Linked DNA regions of Mus musculus: all the other regions are linked to region 2. Evidence: chromatin contacts called from public HiChIP or PLAC-seq and Micro-C data. All regions are on one chromosome and are shown on one strand. The core of a region is the stretch at or near the end of the contact, and the rest is flanking DNA. Distances in the headings are between cores, read along the strand shown. Region 1 has its middle 81 kb from the start of Gm33502. Region 2 has its middle 7.3 kb from the start of Gm26295. Region 3 overlaps Gm46565 (a long non-coding RNA gene).

Region 1 (4,756 bases), core at 1,021-3,520, 110 kb after region 2:
CATCAAAGGAACCCAGGGCAGAAACTTAAACAGGGCAGGAACCTGGAGGCCATGGAGGTGACCATGAGCAAGGTTACTGGCTTGCTCAGCCTGCTTTCTTACAGAAGCCAGAACCACCAGCCCAGGGGTGGCCCCACCCACCATGGAATGAGCTCTCCTGCAGCAATCACTAATTAAGAAAATGCCCCATAGGCTTGCCTTCTGGAGGCGTTTTTTTGTTTTTCTGGGGGTTTTTTGTTTTGTTTTGTTTTGGGGGGGTTGTTTGTTGTTTTGTTTTGTTTTCCTCAGAGGAGGTTTCCTTCTCTCTGATGACTCTAGCCTATGTCAGGCTGAGATAAAACAAGTCAGGATACAGGTCAAAGGGCATGGTTGTTTCTGCCCCTCCCCACCCCCTTCCTTTAATAGGAGGAATGCTGCTGTTACTTGGCTGTATAAAAACAGCATTTTTCTCATGTGTATGACTAGTGGTGAAATTGCCGGGTCACTGAATGCATTGCAATTTTGTAAGATAATTGCTAAATTACTTGTCAAAATAATTATACCAATTTGTACCTCAGTGAGGACAATACAGAAGATCCAGTTAATGAAAATATTCTCCCGCCCACGTCTTCTCGGACTTTGCCTTTCCTGTCATCAGTGCATGCACACAGCAGTGAGAATAAATTGCTAAACTATTTTAATGTAGAAATACCTACTAAAATTTTTAAATGGAACTGCTTTTTAATTCAGGAGAATTACATTGTAAAAAATATTTTAATCATATTTATCTATTTATGTGTATGTGTGTGCTCACACACATGTGCCAAGGTGTGTAGAGGAAGTCAGAGGACAATTTGCAGGAAATCAGTTGTCTTTTTCCACCGTGTGGGACCTGGGGATAGAAGTTGGGTTGCTGGGTTTGGCACAAGCTCCTTTACCCACCGAGCCATCTCACTGGCCCCCAAGGCATTGTTTTTGAGCATCTGTGTTCTGCTAAAAATAAATGTTAAAGTAAGTACAGAGGAGTGAACTTTTTTTTTTTTTTTAGGATTTTTAGTGTTTATTTCTCCTTTTTTTTTCCTCTTTTCTTTCTTCTTTTTTATTAGATATTTTCTTTATATACATTTCAAATGCTATCCCAAAAGTTCCCCCATACCCTCTGTCTTAGTCAGGGTTTCTATTCCTACACAAACATCATGACCAAGAAGCAAGTTGGGGAGGAAAGGGTTTATTCAGCTTACATTTCCACATTGCTGTTCATCACCAAAGGAAGTCAGGACTGGAACTCAAGCAGGTCAGGAAGCAGGAGCTGATGCAGAGGCCATGGAGGGATGTTCTTTACTGGCTTGCCTCACCTGGCTTGCTCAGCCTGCTCTCTTATAGAACCCAAGACTACCAGCCCAGAGATGGTCCCACCCACAAGGGGCCTTTCCCCCTTGATCACTAATTGAGAAAATGCCTTACAGTTGGATCTCATGGAGGCATTTCCTCAACTGAAGCTCCTTTCTCTGTGATAACTCCAGCTGTGTCAAGTTGACACAAAACTAGCCAGTACACCCTCCCTCTGCCCTGCTCCCCTACCCACCCACTCCCACTTCTTGGCCCTGGCATTCCCCTGTACTGTGGCATATAAAGTTTGCAATACCAATGGGCCTCTCTTTGCAGTGATGGCCGACTAGGCCATCTTTTGATGCATATGCAGCTAGAGTCAAGAGCTCCGGGGTACTGGTTAGTTCATATTGATGTTCCACCTATAGGGTTGCAGACCCCTTCAGCTCCTTAGGTGCTTTCTCTAGCTTCTCCATTGGGAGCCCTGTGTTCCATCTTATAGATGACTGTGAGCATCCACTTCTGTATTTGCCAGGCACTGGCATAGCCTCATACGAGACAGCTATAACAGGGTCCCTTCAGCAAAATCTTTCTGGCATATGCAATAGTGTCTGCGTTTGGTGGCTGATTATAGGATGAATCCCCTGGTGGGGCACAGGAGTGAATATTAAGAACAGCTACTGTGTCTCCTTTTCTTTCATATTAATAAAAGTTTGAAATAATTGAAATATCCATCAGTGAGAAACTGGTTGGCTAAATTATGGGAGCTCTGTATGCAGATTAAAATACAGTTGTGAGCAACACCGTTGAGGTAGACAGAGGCGCTTGCAGAATGGTGTGAAGTGAGTGTGGGTGTGGGGTGGCCACCCTTGAGCTTTTAGAGAGCGAGGGGGGCGCTACAGATGCACTTACTTGTTTGTGAAGACAAAAGGAACAGGCCTCAGGCACACACTCTGAGGAGCTCAGGAGTGTGGAACTGGAGAGAGGGGCAGGGAGCAGAAGGTGACCTTGCCAAGGCTGTAACTCCAGTCCCTGCAGCAGCCTTTTCCAGGCCTTCAGTCTGCTCTTCTGCCGCCACCACCTCTCTGCCTCCCATGGTTCAGTCTTCATATCCCCAACACAATAAGATCCAAACCCCTATCCTGCCATTTAATACTGCCGGGAGCTGGAGCAGCCAACATCTCTACCAAGCTCCGTGCGTAGAAAGTGTAGCCAGTTACATTCGATCCTCCTCCTTGCCCGGCTACTCTGCCGCCCGCCCTCCCTCTGCCTGAAACCCTGTTTGTTCTTCAGAACCTGGCCAAAGGCCTGAAGCTACTGTGGTTCTTCTGAGAAACAGGAGCTAAATGCTTGGACTGTGCAGAACAGATGCAGGGGCCTCAGCAGGTAGCGCCGTCGCAGCTTTCCCTCGAGGGGCGCAGCCTACAAATAACCCTGACCCAATTCGGTCTGGGACTCAAAATTCCAGGAGGGAGACCTCCAAACACCTTGCTCCTTGTTTTGCTCAGGAGATGTTATTTTTAAAACAAGTCTCATCTTTCCCAGTTCTGTATCAGCTAAGAAAAGACAAAGGAATAAGACAAACGGAGATAAAGATCTGTGGATCGGGGGATACACCTTTCTCTGCGGAACTTTTAAAGTAGAGACCTGATGGCTGGGCCAAGGGCACAAGATTCCTGGAGATCGGCCGTGGGGCCTCCAGTAGACAACCCACCCAACAGGAAATGAGAAGAACCACAAGGCCCAACCACTGTTTACTTTCCAATAACCAGGTGAACTTGCTCCTCCGTCCCTGGAGAGAGAAGCCAGAGGTGTCACTCTTCTCTACATGGGAGGATGTATGACCTTGCTCAGAAGGTTGGGCCCTGTCCCGAGAGGAGGGGGGGATCCTGTTGGGCAAGTTGGACGTCCACACCCCTGCAGATCTCCCTCCAGGGTACAGGTGTCCCCAGAAAGGCCACCAGTGTCAGCTTTACTGTTCAACCTGAGCCTGTGCCTTGCTCTACAGAACACCTCAACACTCTCTCATGTCCCTATCTGAGTGGGCAGGTAGACAGGACAATGATATAGACACAGGGCCCAGTAGACAAGAGTAAATGACCCAAGGTGACAGAGATGGCACAGTCATGACTCCCAGGGGCTACCTCTGAGCTCTTCCTTCCAACCCCTTCCTCCTGACCTGGAAGAGGCAGGCAGGAGTGAAGAAGAAAGAGTCTCTTGTGGGAGACTGAGTTCAGCTTCTTTGAGGTGAGAGGCTAGCCCTCAACCTGTGTCCCTAACCCTGAGTCCTTGTGGCCTATGCCTGTATCCCAGGCAGTGCCCCAGGATCCCGACTCTGTACTGCAAGGACAGGAGAGAGCAGCAGCTTGACCCACTATCTAGGGGCCTATACTAAGAGGAAAGTCATAGATACAGCCTTTTCCCCAGGTCTCTGAAAATGCCGCTGTAGTCATCTGAGCTCAAAGAGGGTTTCTGCTCCTCTAAAGGCAGGTGTCTTGACATAGGAGGCTGCCATCCAGAGCGCTGATTTTGTAGACCGAAAGACTTGGATTATAGGAGTTGCTGATTGGAGGGGAAAAGAAGCAGTAAAGCTGGGATGAGCACATAGAACAACATCAGGAAGGCGAGGAGGAAGCTGTGGGTGAGTTTTAAAGGCAGTTCCAACCCAAGGCTCTAGAGCAGTGGCTCTCAACCTTCCTGATACTGCGACCCTTTAATACAGTTCCTCACGCTATAGTAGCCCCCAACCGTAAAATTATTCTCAATGTTACTTCATAACTGTAGTTTTGCTGCTGTTATGAATCATAATGTAAATATCTGTGTTTTCCTGACAGTCTTAGGCTACCCTTGCTGCAAAGGTCTTGGGATACCCGCAAAGAGGTTACGGCCCAGAGATCGAGCCCTGCTGATGTCAAGTTTCCCTCCAGCGTTTTCATTTATTGATGGAGAACTTGGACAATTTGTTACCCGTTACTGACGAAGTCAGAGTGTACTCGTCTGTCAGCGTATTTTCTTAAACACAAACAACAAACAAAAACACATTTATTTATTTATTTATTTATTTATTTATTTATTTATATGTGTGCATGTAAGTACATAAGCTCATGTGTGTGTCATATATAGCACACATGTGGAAGCCAGAGGACAGCTGGTTGGAACTGGTTCTCGTCTACCATGTGGGTTCTGGGAATGAAATTTCAGTTGTCAGGCTTGGCAACAGACACTTTTACCCTCTCAGCGACCTCACTGGCCCTCCCCAAGTACTCTGACTGCATCCCTTTACAGAGCTTTATAGCCCCCGTTCTCACTGTATCCTGAATAAATCTATATAATGAAGTACCCGAGCTAAGGGTCACACACGACACAGGACAGACACCAGGCCCTTACCCTTCCTGGGTTCCTGGCTCCTTTTCCAAATTCTCATACCAAAGGAAGAGATCGCCAACTC
Region 2 (5,049 bases), core at 1,285-3,784:
CCCCAGTGAATTTATTTTCCATTCATGTGTTAAAAGACAAAGAATTTTACTTGGATTCATGACTTCCGATGTTTCGGCCCCCTGTCCTTGGCCCTGTTGATTCTGGGCCAGCCAAACAGCCTGGTAGCAGAAGCATAAGGCAGAGACCACTAAGCTCCTGTGTATAGGAAGCGGAGTGTCTTAGATGGGGTTCTATTGCTGGATTAAAGACCAAGACCCAAAGCAGCCCATCTCAGCCATAGTCCATCACTGACAGAAGTCAAAGCAGAAAGTTAAGGCAGGAAACCCGCAGGCAGGGACTGAAGCAGAGATCATGGAGGAGTGCTATTCACTGGCTTGCTCAGCCTGATTTCATATACAGCCCAGGACCACCTGCCCCAGAGTGACCTGGGTCCTCCCATATCCATGACTAATCAAGAAAATGCCCCAAAGCCTTGCCTACTGGCCAACCCTATGGAGGAGGCATTTTCTCAGTTAAGTTTCCCTTTTCCAAAATAGCCTTAGCTTGTGTAAATTGGAAAAAAACGGGGGGGGGGGTGTAACAGAAAATAGGAAAAGACTGAATTCAGCCATAATCCTCAAAGGGAGACACCCACAGTGACCTACTTCCTTCAGTAAGACCACATCTCCTAAAGTTTCCATCACATTCCATAATAGTGTCAGTGACAGAGAATTAGGCATGTAGCACAAGAACCTTGGGGACACCATAGTCATTATAACAATGCCACAGTTAGACACAGGCATTCTCAGGCAGTCTGCCATGATCCAGTGTTTTTCCTGCCCCTTTAAAGAAAGTACTTATTTTCAGGTGACACAGTATGTTCCTAGTTGTTTCTGGGGGTACAGGTAGCATCGCAGGCTGTGTACACAACAGGTAGTGACTCACTAGGGGCACCGGGAAAGCCTATCAGCTCCACCATTTATCAACATTTTAGGCACTGAGAATCTTCAAGATCCCCTCTGCTGGCATTGTCTAGAATTCGCCCCTCTGCTAGGATGAAATGAGTCAATTCAAGCTTGATTAGATTATATAAAGGCAGGTTGATTGGGAAGCCACTCTCTGATCCCAAGGAACAAGGCCAGATAAGTTGCCATGAGGAGGGAGACAGAGGGGAGGGAGAAGAGGAAGCAGAGAGAGAAAAAGAGGGTCAGGAGGGCTGGGACTACCAACATTTCAGTGTTATAGAGGGAAGAACTTCTGGAGGCGGGGAAGGAAGCTCCACTCCTCAGCTGGAAAGTTCAGGGTAGAGGGCTGGGTATGCCAGGTAGGGACTGAGGGATTCTGGGAGAACCTGAGGGCCAGGTCCACTTTGATAAGTTAAATATGCACCACACCTGTTTGTCCCAGTTTTGAATGCCAACACCATCATCTTCCCTAGAGAGCAGACCAATATTTATTCTGCCCTTCTTGCAGACATCTATTCACTCGTGGTAAACATTGTACCATGCTAAGAGGAGCATAAGATGAGATGAGTCCCAAACCCACACATGGGATGACATTCTCAGAATGGGCCTCTGCTGGGAACTTGAGCCTGGTACCAGAAAATCTCCTTCCTGGGGGAAATGGCCTTCACTCGCCTTGCCTTTCGCTGAGTCAGTGTTTACAGTAGATCTAGCCTCCGTCTGCCATCAGCTTGAGCCCTTTCCGCAGCCTTCCCAGCAAAAGGCACCAGGAGTGTACCAGACATATGCCAAGGTCGGGAATTTCAACGCTGTCTAAGGCACCCTGGTAAATGGCTTATTATGGAGACGGGGCTTCTTCTCTGCTCCTGGGTGCTCTGGATCTGCACAGTGAGTCTGCTGGGGCATTTTCCTATAGCAGATCTGCAGAGATTGATTGTCCCTTTCATTCATTGTGCCCACCATACAAGTCCCTGGATTCACCCACCCTGATCTCCACCCAAAGTCATGCGCTCTCCACAACTCTCCACACGTGCCTTTTCCAGAACTCTGCTTCTCAGCTCACTGACCGTGTGCCACTGGATAGCAAAGCATATTAAAACCCAGCCTGACTAGATCCCATTAATCAACTACGCGTGGGAGGGAGCGGGAGAGATTCCTGGCAGGGACCTGGTCCTCTCTCTGTTAATGACTTCAGAGAACTAAATATATTTTGGAATAGCTAGAGATGAGCTTGAAATGCACTAAAAGTTGTTTTCCAGAAGCCTTAAATGTGTCTCTTCTCTTTGTGTTGGCATTTTTAAAGCATTCTCCAAATGTCATTGCTGGAATAAATAAATGAATAAACAAACAAAACGCCATGAAACACACTTGAAAGTTGTAGCAGGCAGTAAAGCTATGACATCTGCTTCATTGATTAGAATTTGCACGGAAAGATAGCTGCGAGCAGCGTGTGAAAGCTTTTACTTTGCCTTTGGTTTCTCCTTGTGTCTCACTTCGAATAATTTCCACTCACATCCTTCTGTCCCTGGGGCCTTCAAGCCTGGTAAATAAGCAGACCCCAGGGATCTCCAAGGAGCCAGCAACATCCGGGAAACCGGAGCCGGGAGGCTCTGCGCAACCCTCCCCCACACACCACTTTCCAGGAAGGAGTGGCTGAGCCAGAACAATGACTTTGGCATGCAACTAGTCCTGGGTCAACTTTCCCCCACTCTTTTCCTCTTTCCTCCTGCCCCGTGACCTCGTGACTTCGGGCAGGGAGAAGGCTCCCCGTTAGCCCCTGACTCCGGAATGCTGCACTGATCGACCATGCTTTTGTCCTGTGCCTCAGGACTCCACGCAGAGCTGAGCTGGGTAGAGCTTCCTCTCCAACTCGGAGAAGAATGTCAGTCAGGAAGCTCAGCTATCCAGAGAATGTGAAATAACAATATTTTAATGGAATCTTTTTCTTTTCTTCACCTCATCTAATGCAGAACTGGTAGTCTGTCTATCTGTAAATTACGCCATTTTCACAACTGGAGAGATTTTCTGATTGTGACTCAATAAATCCTTGGTGCTTTTTTTTCCCTCCTACCACAGAGAGGCATTGCTGTGGTGCTCTGGTCTGCAGGTGCTGTGCAAGAGCTGGGGTGCTCTTATACAGGCTGTGTTGCTAACAGAGGGAGCATCCTTGAGACGTTTTCCTGCAATGATGCCGGTGAGCCATGCCATGGCTAAGAATCGCCCAGGGAGTTGATGGTACTTTCTAAGACTTGGGGCCCAGTCTTGGAATGGTAGCTTAATGTTTGACAGTTTAAACTGGAGTAGCTCCAGAGCTCTTTGTTGGCTCCAACACATGGATAAGGTTTTCTAGAACATTTACTCCATCCCATCCCCCAATTAAAAAAAAAATTTTTTTTTAATTTTGTTTGTATAATTTGGTCTGCATGTTTGTCTGTGCACCCCGTGTGTGCCTGATGCCCACAGAGGTCTGAAGTTGATGTCAGATCCTCTGGAACTGGGATTCCAAGTGGTTGAGGTTGCCATGTGGGTTTTGGGATCAACCTGGGTCCTCTGGAAGAGCAGCTGAGCCATTTCTGCAGCCCTTCTAGATTAATTGTGAGACTCCATGACAGGCTTCAAACTGCAAGTCTAGAGAGTCTAGGTCTAACAACTGGGCAAGTCCAGGCAAGCCCAGGTAAGCCAGTTACTAGAAAAAAGCCCCAGACTTGAGGCAGCTAGTCAGAAACTGCCCTGCCATTAGAAGCTGCCCGGCCACCTGGACAGAAGCAAGGACAACGGGTCAGCAAGTTTCCAGACTTCCTCAGCAACAGTTTCCAGCCCCCCCCCCCCCCCCCCCGCAACACCCTAGTTTTGAAATGCCCCTGGAGACTACCTACCCTGGAATCCACTAACGTTCTTTAAATCTGGCCTGCAAGCTCACTTGGTTGTCTCTCTATCTTGGTAATGGAAGACCCCAGCATGCTGGACTTTAGCAGAATAAAACACTCTTTGCGTTTGCATACTGTTTGAGTCTGAGGTATCATTCTTCTGTGAATCATAGACCCTTACCATTCTTCCTATGGTCAATGCCAAACTCGGTGAGAGCAATAAAAAAGATACTGTATTCTTTATGAAATAGCATTTTGATGTTTGAGCCGAGCATCATTAGAATCCAACAATTCGGCATTATCTGGGATTGACTGCTGAATACATTCTCGTCTGTGTTGAAATAACTGCAGTTTTTGTGTTACAATGAAGATTATAAACAATTAAAATAATGAAGTCAAAGTCAAGGGCACAATTCACATCCCTAGGCTCTGAACACTTCCCTATTTAAAAACTGGAAGGAAAACAAAGACAAAATTCTGTATTAACATCCCTGGCTTTCCCAGATGAAATAGGCCTGTCCAGGTATACTTTAAAATCCAAGATTTCAATTAAAACAGCTCTCCTGGCAAGAAGACCTTATAAAAAAATCTCGTCGAATCAGGGGAATTCAGAATCCTTCTTTTGGTTCACTTTATGAAAATGAGAAGTCTTGAGGCCAGACTGGTTTTTCTTAAAATGGAAGTGTGTCTTTAGCACAGTATTTGACACTACTGTTTTCTGTTGGGGAGGGGGGTGGGTAGCAGAAAAGAAAAAGTGCTTAGAAGGAAGAAGCCCAGATTCTAGGGCGAGCTGGATCATCTTGGACTTCACATTCTGATCTCCTTCATCTTGCTTCCTGGCCACCTGGGAGGAAAGCAGATCACAGAGGGGCAGGGCTGGAAGGAGAGACAGGAGGGAAGCGTTGAGCACCTGTCCTTGAGCTGAGCAAGTAGGATGAGTGATTTCCAGATGCCCCAGTTGAGGGACAGGTTTGCTTGCCTGAGGTGGGAAGTCCTGAGCGAAACAGGACTTCCGAGTTCCTGAAGAAGAAGGAGAGTTCCTGTGAACTTGGAAGTCTTGTTTCCCTCAGGACTTCCCACCATATTTGTCCGAGAATTCTCCAGTTTTCCTGACCTGAAAAAATTTGGTGTAGACGAGGAGAAGAAGGAAGGAAACCACCAGGGGCCAACTTTGAAGACCCTGATGTCTCCCCCACACTAACCAGTGAGAGTTAAGGACATGCTAGGTGCAGGACAAGATCACTTCTCTAAGCTGGCAAGCAAGCCTGCTGGGTGGGGT
Region 3 (4,856 bases), core at 792-3,291, 120 kb before region 2:
AAGGCGATCTAATTATAAAGAATAGGCATACCCATGAAAGGTTCCCAGGAATTAGAAACAAAAGCTAAGCTGGGAAATCCCATGGGCAGAAGGCAAGCATGATCGGGTGATATATTTAAGGAAACCCTCCTGGCTCCCAAAAGGCACTCACAGGTAGAAAACCAGGCAAAAAGAGATGTCCCAAATTCTGCCCAATGGGAATTGTAGAGAAAGAAACACGAGAAAGTTGGAAAGTGATTACCAAAGAAATAATAACAAGAAGGTTCCAAGACTGGAGGCCATACGTGTCTTGTCCAGTGAACGATGACATGCGTGAAATCAATGTGAAATACAAGACTATCAGAGAGAGGATATTGAATATCTATTAGAGCATGGAATGTGAACAGAGACTAGAGACATCTTCAGAGACAAAAATGCCAGGATATTGGCTTCCCATTAGCTAGCTATCTCAGGGAAACTTCTGGAGGAAAACTGCTCCCATGAGGAAGGAAACCAAAGAATGTATGAGGGCCAGGAGGTGGGAGACCATCTCGGACTAAAGGGGGCGCCCAGGAGGCAGGAGACCACCGAGGACTGAAGGGGGTGCCCAGGCAGTCAAAAGGAACTGAAGGCTGGAGAGGGAGGGGGAGGAGGCTGGGCATGGCAGTCCTGGAGGAGAACAGAACTGGCAAAGTTTAGTGATGAGTTCAACCCTGCAAAACCTTCGGTGACAGACTTTAAGGATATGGGTTGACCTAGCCAGATGGTAAGAGAAAGCTAAGCAAACCAAAATCATTAACTCTAGTGAAATAAAAATAAAAGATGTTCGCTATGAGTGAAAGATATTAACATAATCATATCAATAAAATGCTATTATAGATTTTTTTAGTTAATTTTTAAAAAATTAATGGCTTAGTGGATAAAGGCCTTTGACACCAAGGTCGATGACCTGTGTGCTATCCCCAGGACCTACATGGTGGATGTAGAGAACCAACATTGGCAAGTTGTCCTCTGTTCTCTGCATGTATACAATGGCACATACACACATCTACACACATTCACACATGCACAACACACATACATGTACATACACATGTGCACATACACAAACACAAATAAATGAATAATTAAAATATCTTATTTTCTATAGTAGTTAATTAATAGATAATATAAATTCCTTATTAAGGGGCTAGAGAAAAGGCTCAGAGGCTAAGTATGTACCACTCTTGAAGAGGACCTGAATTCTGTTCCAACACTCACATCCAGCGGATCACAACTGCCTGGAACCCCAGCTCCAGGGGAACTGATACCCTCTACTGGCTAATCTGAGTATTGCAACTATTCCTTCTCTTCCCCCTCTTTCCACCTCCCCCTCCCTTCCCCCCTCTCTCCCACTCTTCCTCCTGCCTCGCTCTTTGACTTAAATAAAACTATTTACACTAAATATTTAGATAAAAGAAGTCACTGGTATTTAAAGTTTCAGGACTGATTAACGTTCCTAACCAGAGAGTGTAAATAATAATATAATAATAATAATAATAATAATAATAATAATAATAATAATAATAATAATAATAATGAGAAGAAGGAGGAGGAGGAGGAGGAGGAGGAGGAGGAGAAGGAGAAGGAGAAGGAGAAGGAGAAGGAGAAGGAGAAGGAGAAGGAGAAGGAGAAGGAGAAGGAGAAGGAGAAGAAGAAGAAGAAGAAGAAGAAGAAGAAGAAGAAGAAGAAGAAGAAGAAGAAGAAGAAGAAGCAGCAGCAGCAACAGCAGTCCCCAGGGCCCTGGGCCTCCCAACACATAGATCTGCTGATCTGAGGATGAGACCCTTGTAGAGGATGTGAGAGGAACGTACCCAGGCTAAGACTTTCTAAGGAGGCAGCAAACATCTGCTAACACGAACTGCTGAATTAGGAGCCTTGGGTCAGTGGCCTTGGCTCTTAACATCTGACAGCTGGAATGTGCTGGTTAACCCATCCTCAGAGGAGTTTACAATGTAGGATTTCTGCCCATGCCCGGCCAATGTGTGACTTACAAAAACATCTGCTTTGGAAATCCCCAGTTTAAACAACAAAACAAAACAAAAGCCCTCCCCCGGCATCTGCAGTATTCTTGGTCCTGCTGATTCAATGCACAGGAACTGCAAGTCTTTGTTTCCAGGATAGATGCTATTTCCTCTGACCTCTGTGCTGACCTTTAGTTAACAGAAACAAAAGAGGGGTTCAGTAGAGCCCAGAGGACTGTGGTTTAAGCAGGAGGGAGGGCTGGGCTAATACTGTGGACTCTGCAAAAGTACTAAAATTGAAATTATTTGGGGACCATGAATGCAATAGGATTTTAATCTGTACCCTTTAGACATAGCTTGCCAGCCTGACCTTTCTGCGCAGAGTGGATTTACTGTGGGTGACTGTCACTGTATTACTGTGGCCTTTCAACTCCTGCCCCCAGTGGAGAAGAGCCTTCCCGTGTGTGGCCCCGGGTGTTCTCTTGTCAGGGACAAATGTGTCTTTCCCAGGGATTTTGTCGTCTCTTTATTAAATACGACATCATTAAAAATTAAATTGCACAAATCTTCAATTAAGTCTCTTCACATCTTTTCCATATGTTGTGCTGGGGCTTGCATCCTAGGCAACTGTTCTGCACGGAGCCGCTTCCTCAGACCTTGCCCTCAGTTCAACTTTGAAGCAAAGGTAATATTGGAAACTTACCCATGTGTAGATATTTACTGTAGCTTGTGCTTACTGCTTGAGGTTAGATTTATGTCCACGTGGTGGCGGTACAGTTGGGGCCAGATGTTTCCAGGTTCTTGGTGTCTTGTTGAAAGAACTGAAAACACTCATGCACGCACCATGAATAGTAAGTAGCAAGCAGAATTTTTGTGCAGAAGCAATGTATAGGCCACATACCCCAGGAGAGAGTGGGCTCTGAGCGAGTACTCGCCAGCACTACGTGACCATTTGGGGATTTCTTTTATTGGTCTACGAAGAGGAGGAAGAGTTAGTTGCTAAGGGGCAAGGGACAAGGGACAAGGGACAAGGGACAGGTAGTTTCCTGGTTTGATTGACAGGCTTGAGTTATGTAAGCCTTTGTTTACTGTAAATGTCCTTTCCCACAATGCGTCTGTTTTTAATCATTTGCACATCCAATTATGCATAGACATTAGGTGATAAATAAGATTTTTCACCTAAAAGTTTATTTTAAGAACACAGTTTTCTTCCCATTCACTCTGCCTAATTCTCAGTCAGACATTGTAGACCACAAAGTGGAAGTGACTAACAGTGCCAGGGACCCATCGCTTTGAGGAACCAGATTGCCTTGGGAGAGGGGTATGCATGCAGCTTATCCAAGGTTGCTAAGTGATTTGCTGGGAAAACAATGTGTATTGCTTAAGTCAAATGGAGTCTGATTTGCTAAGCTATCCCTGCGTGTGCCAACCTCAGTGGAAATACTATGTGAGCATATGGTAGACTACCCAGCCTCTTTACCCAGTCCCACATCGGTGACACCAGGTTGGTAATTTGAAATTTGGGGACATTTACACCACAGAAAACTGACAAGTGCCACAAGCTGGACAGCTTTGTGTTTCAGAGAGAGTAACTTAGTCTGTATGAGGCATCTAATGCTTATACAAGTCTTTGCATGTTTCTTGTCCATATATAGATAGATGTGTGTGTGGGTGGGTGGGTACATGAATGGATCAATGGATGGATGGATGGATGGATGGATGGATGGATGGATGGATGGATACATGGATGGATGGGTACATGGATGGATGGATGGATGGATGGATGGATGGATGGATGGCTTGGTGGATGGATGAGTAGATGGATGGATGAATGGCAACTTCACTTTCTGACAGTACCTAGAGCCTAAAGACCAAGTTCTCAGGCTATGAAACTACAGAGCATGAGTGGTGCACAATTCTAGCCTGGCCCTGCCCTGTGTTTGGCTGAAAGGCCTATTGATGTGCTGAATTGTCAGCATGGAAAGTAGGCAGCTTGCACTGAGAAGCTGGCCATTTCCTTCCTCCATGGTTCTAGGACAATAAAGCATTTCCTACAGCGGGTGGATGCCTTCTTCGCCATGTCTGCAAGTGGTACAGGCTGTGAGCAGACAGGACTGCACCCTCAACACTACTCATATTCACAGAGCTTTGTGGGCAGCTAGGCTGGGGGTGGGGTGGGGGAGTCAAGCATAGCTCAGGCCAGAAGCTCTCTAAAAGGAGGTACAAATGGTGACAGCAGATATGACCATTAACTCAGCAGTCTCCGCCCTGGCTGCGGTAGCAGCTGTTGGGAAGCCCCTAGCACCCATGTCTGAGCCCTGTGAAGTGGAGAAGATTCTAACCTCAGCTCAGCGTTCAGTGCTCTGCATGACCTGGCACACATTACTTCACTGCTCTTAACTTAAATTTCATATCTATAAGTAATGGGATGAGTCAGAGTTATTTTATGGGGGGGGGGGTAGAATCTTATGATCTAAAAGATTTCTTGGAAGGATGGTTAAGAATTATGCTCACACTGGAGCCTGCTCTTGAACACTCTGAAAGTTCCATAGTGCATTAAAGGACCTGATCAGTCCTGTAGAGAAGATCCATGTTCCTCCTCCTCCTCCCCTCCCCCTCCTCCTCTCCCTCCTCCCTCTCCTCCTCCTTCCTTCTCCTCTTCTTCCTCATCTCCCTCCTGCCCCTCCTCTCCCTTCTCCTCTTCCCCTTCTTCCCCCTCTTCCCCTTGTCCTCCTTCCCCCCCCCTCCACTATGTTCTCCTCCCTCTTTACCTAGCACACTCAAAATCCTTTGACTACAGAGCTTTTTAGGAGAGCTGCTTCTCAGAAATGGAGCCCTCATCCACTTAATCATCCACTCTGATTTTTATGGGCT

Evidence for each region. Hi-C and Micro-C count contacts between places; a contact is called where the count stands out from the background. HiChIP or PLAC-seq counts read pairs in DNA pulled down with a chosen protein or histone mark.
Region 1: an H3K27ac HiChIP or PLAC-seq map of embryonic stem cells shows a contact between it and region 2, with 24 read pairs. The contact joins two enhancer-like sites. A contact is called at or near these places in 3 of 39 promoter capture datasets (the 3T3-L1 cell line, 3T3-L1-derived adipocytes and the C10 cell line), 2 of 15 datasets of contacts at CTCF or cohesin (both in the NIH/3T3 cell line), 2 of 484 Hi-C or Micro-C datasets (bone marrow-derived macrophages and nephron progenitors), 4 of 115 datasets of contacts at active chromatin or transcription factors (T-cell acute lymphoblastic leukemia and embryonic stem cells) and 1 of 9 other capture datasets (embryonic stem cells).
Region 3: a Micro-C map of embryonic stem cells shows a contact between it and region 2, with 4 times the contacts expected there. The contact joins two enhancer-like sites. A contact is called at or near these places in 7 of 39 promoter capture datasets (the 3T3-L1 cell line, 3T3-L1-derived adipocytes, the C10 cell line and 4 more), 9 of 484 Hi-C or Micro-C datasets (embryonic fibroblasts, embryonic stem cells, nephron progenitors and 1 more), 8 of 115 datasets of contacts at active chromatin or transcription factors (cardiomyocytes, embryonic fibroblasts, embryonic stem cells and 2 more) and 1 of 9 other capture datasets (embryonic stem cells).

The regions. Positions count from the first base shown.
Region 1 is chr16:30,710,300-30,715,055 of GRCm38.p6, reverse strand. No RefSeq gene overlaps it. Among named protein-coding and RNA genes, the nearest start is that of Gm33502, 81 kb to the left of the region's middle. Within about 2 kb of position 2,270, at least 2 of the 459 cell types and tissues checked have an H3K27ac peak or open chromatin away from gene starts, as enhancers often do. A contact at or near this core is called in embryonic stem cells, where this site is marked.
Region 2 is chr16:30,818,971-30,824,019 of GRCm38.p6, reverse strand. No RefSeq gene overlaps it. Among named protein-coding and RNA genes, the nearest start is that of Gm26295, 7.3 kb to the right of the region's middle. Within about 2 kb of position 2,534, at least 149 of the 459 cell types and tissues checked have an H3K27ac peak or open chromatin away from gene starts, as enhancers often do. A contact at or near this core is called in embryonic stem cells, where this site is marked.
Region 3 is chr16:30,937,311-30,942,166 of GRCm38.p6, reverse strand. The region is part of intron 1 of Gm46565 (a long non-coding RNA gene); the gene reads left to right. Among named protein-coding and RNA genes, the nearest start is that of Gm46565, 13 kb to the left of the region's middle. Within about 2 kb of position 2,041, at least 30 of the 459 cell types and tissues checked have an H3K27ac peak or open chromatin away from gene starts, as enhancers often do. A contact at or near this core is called in embryonic stem cells, where this site is marked.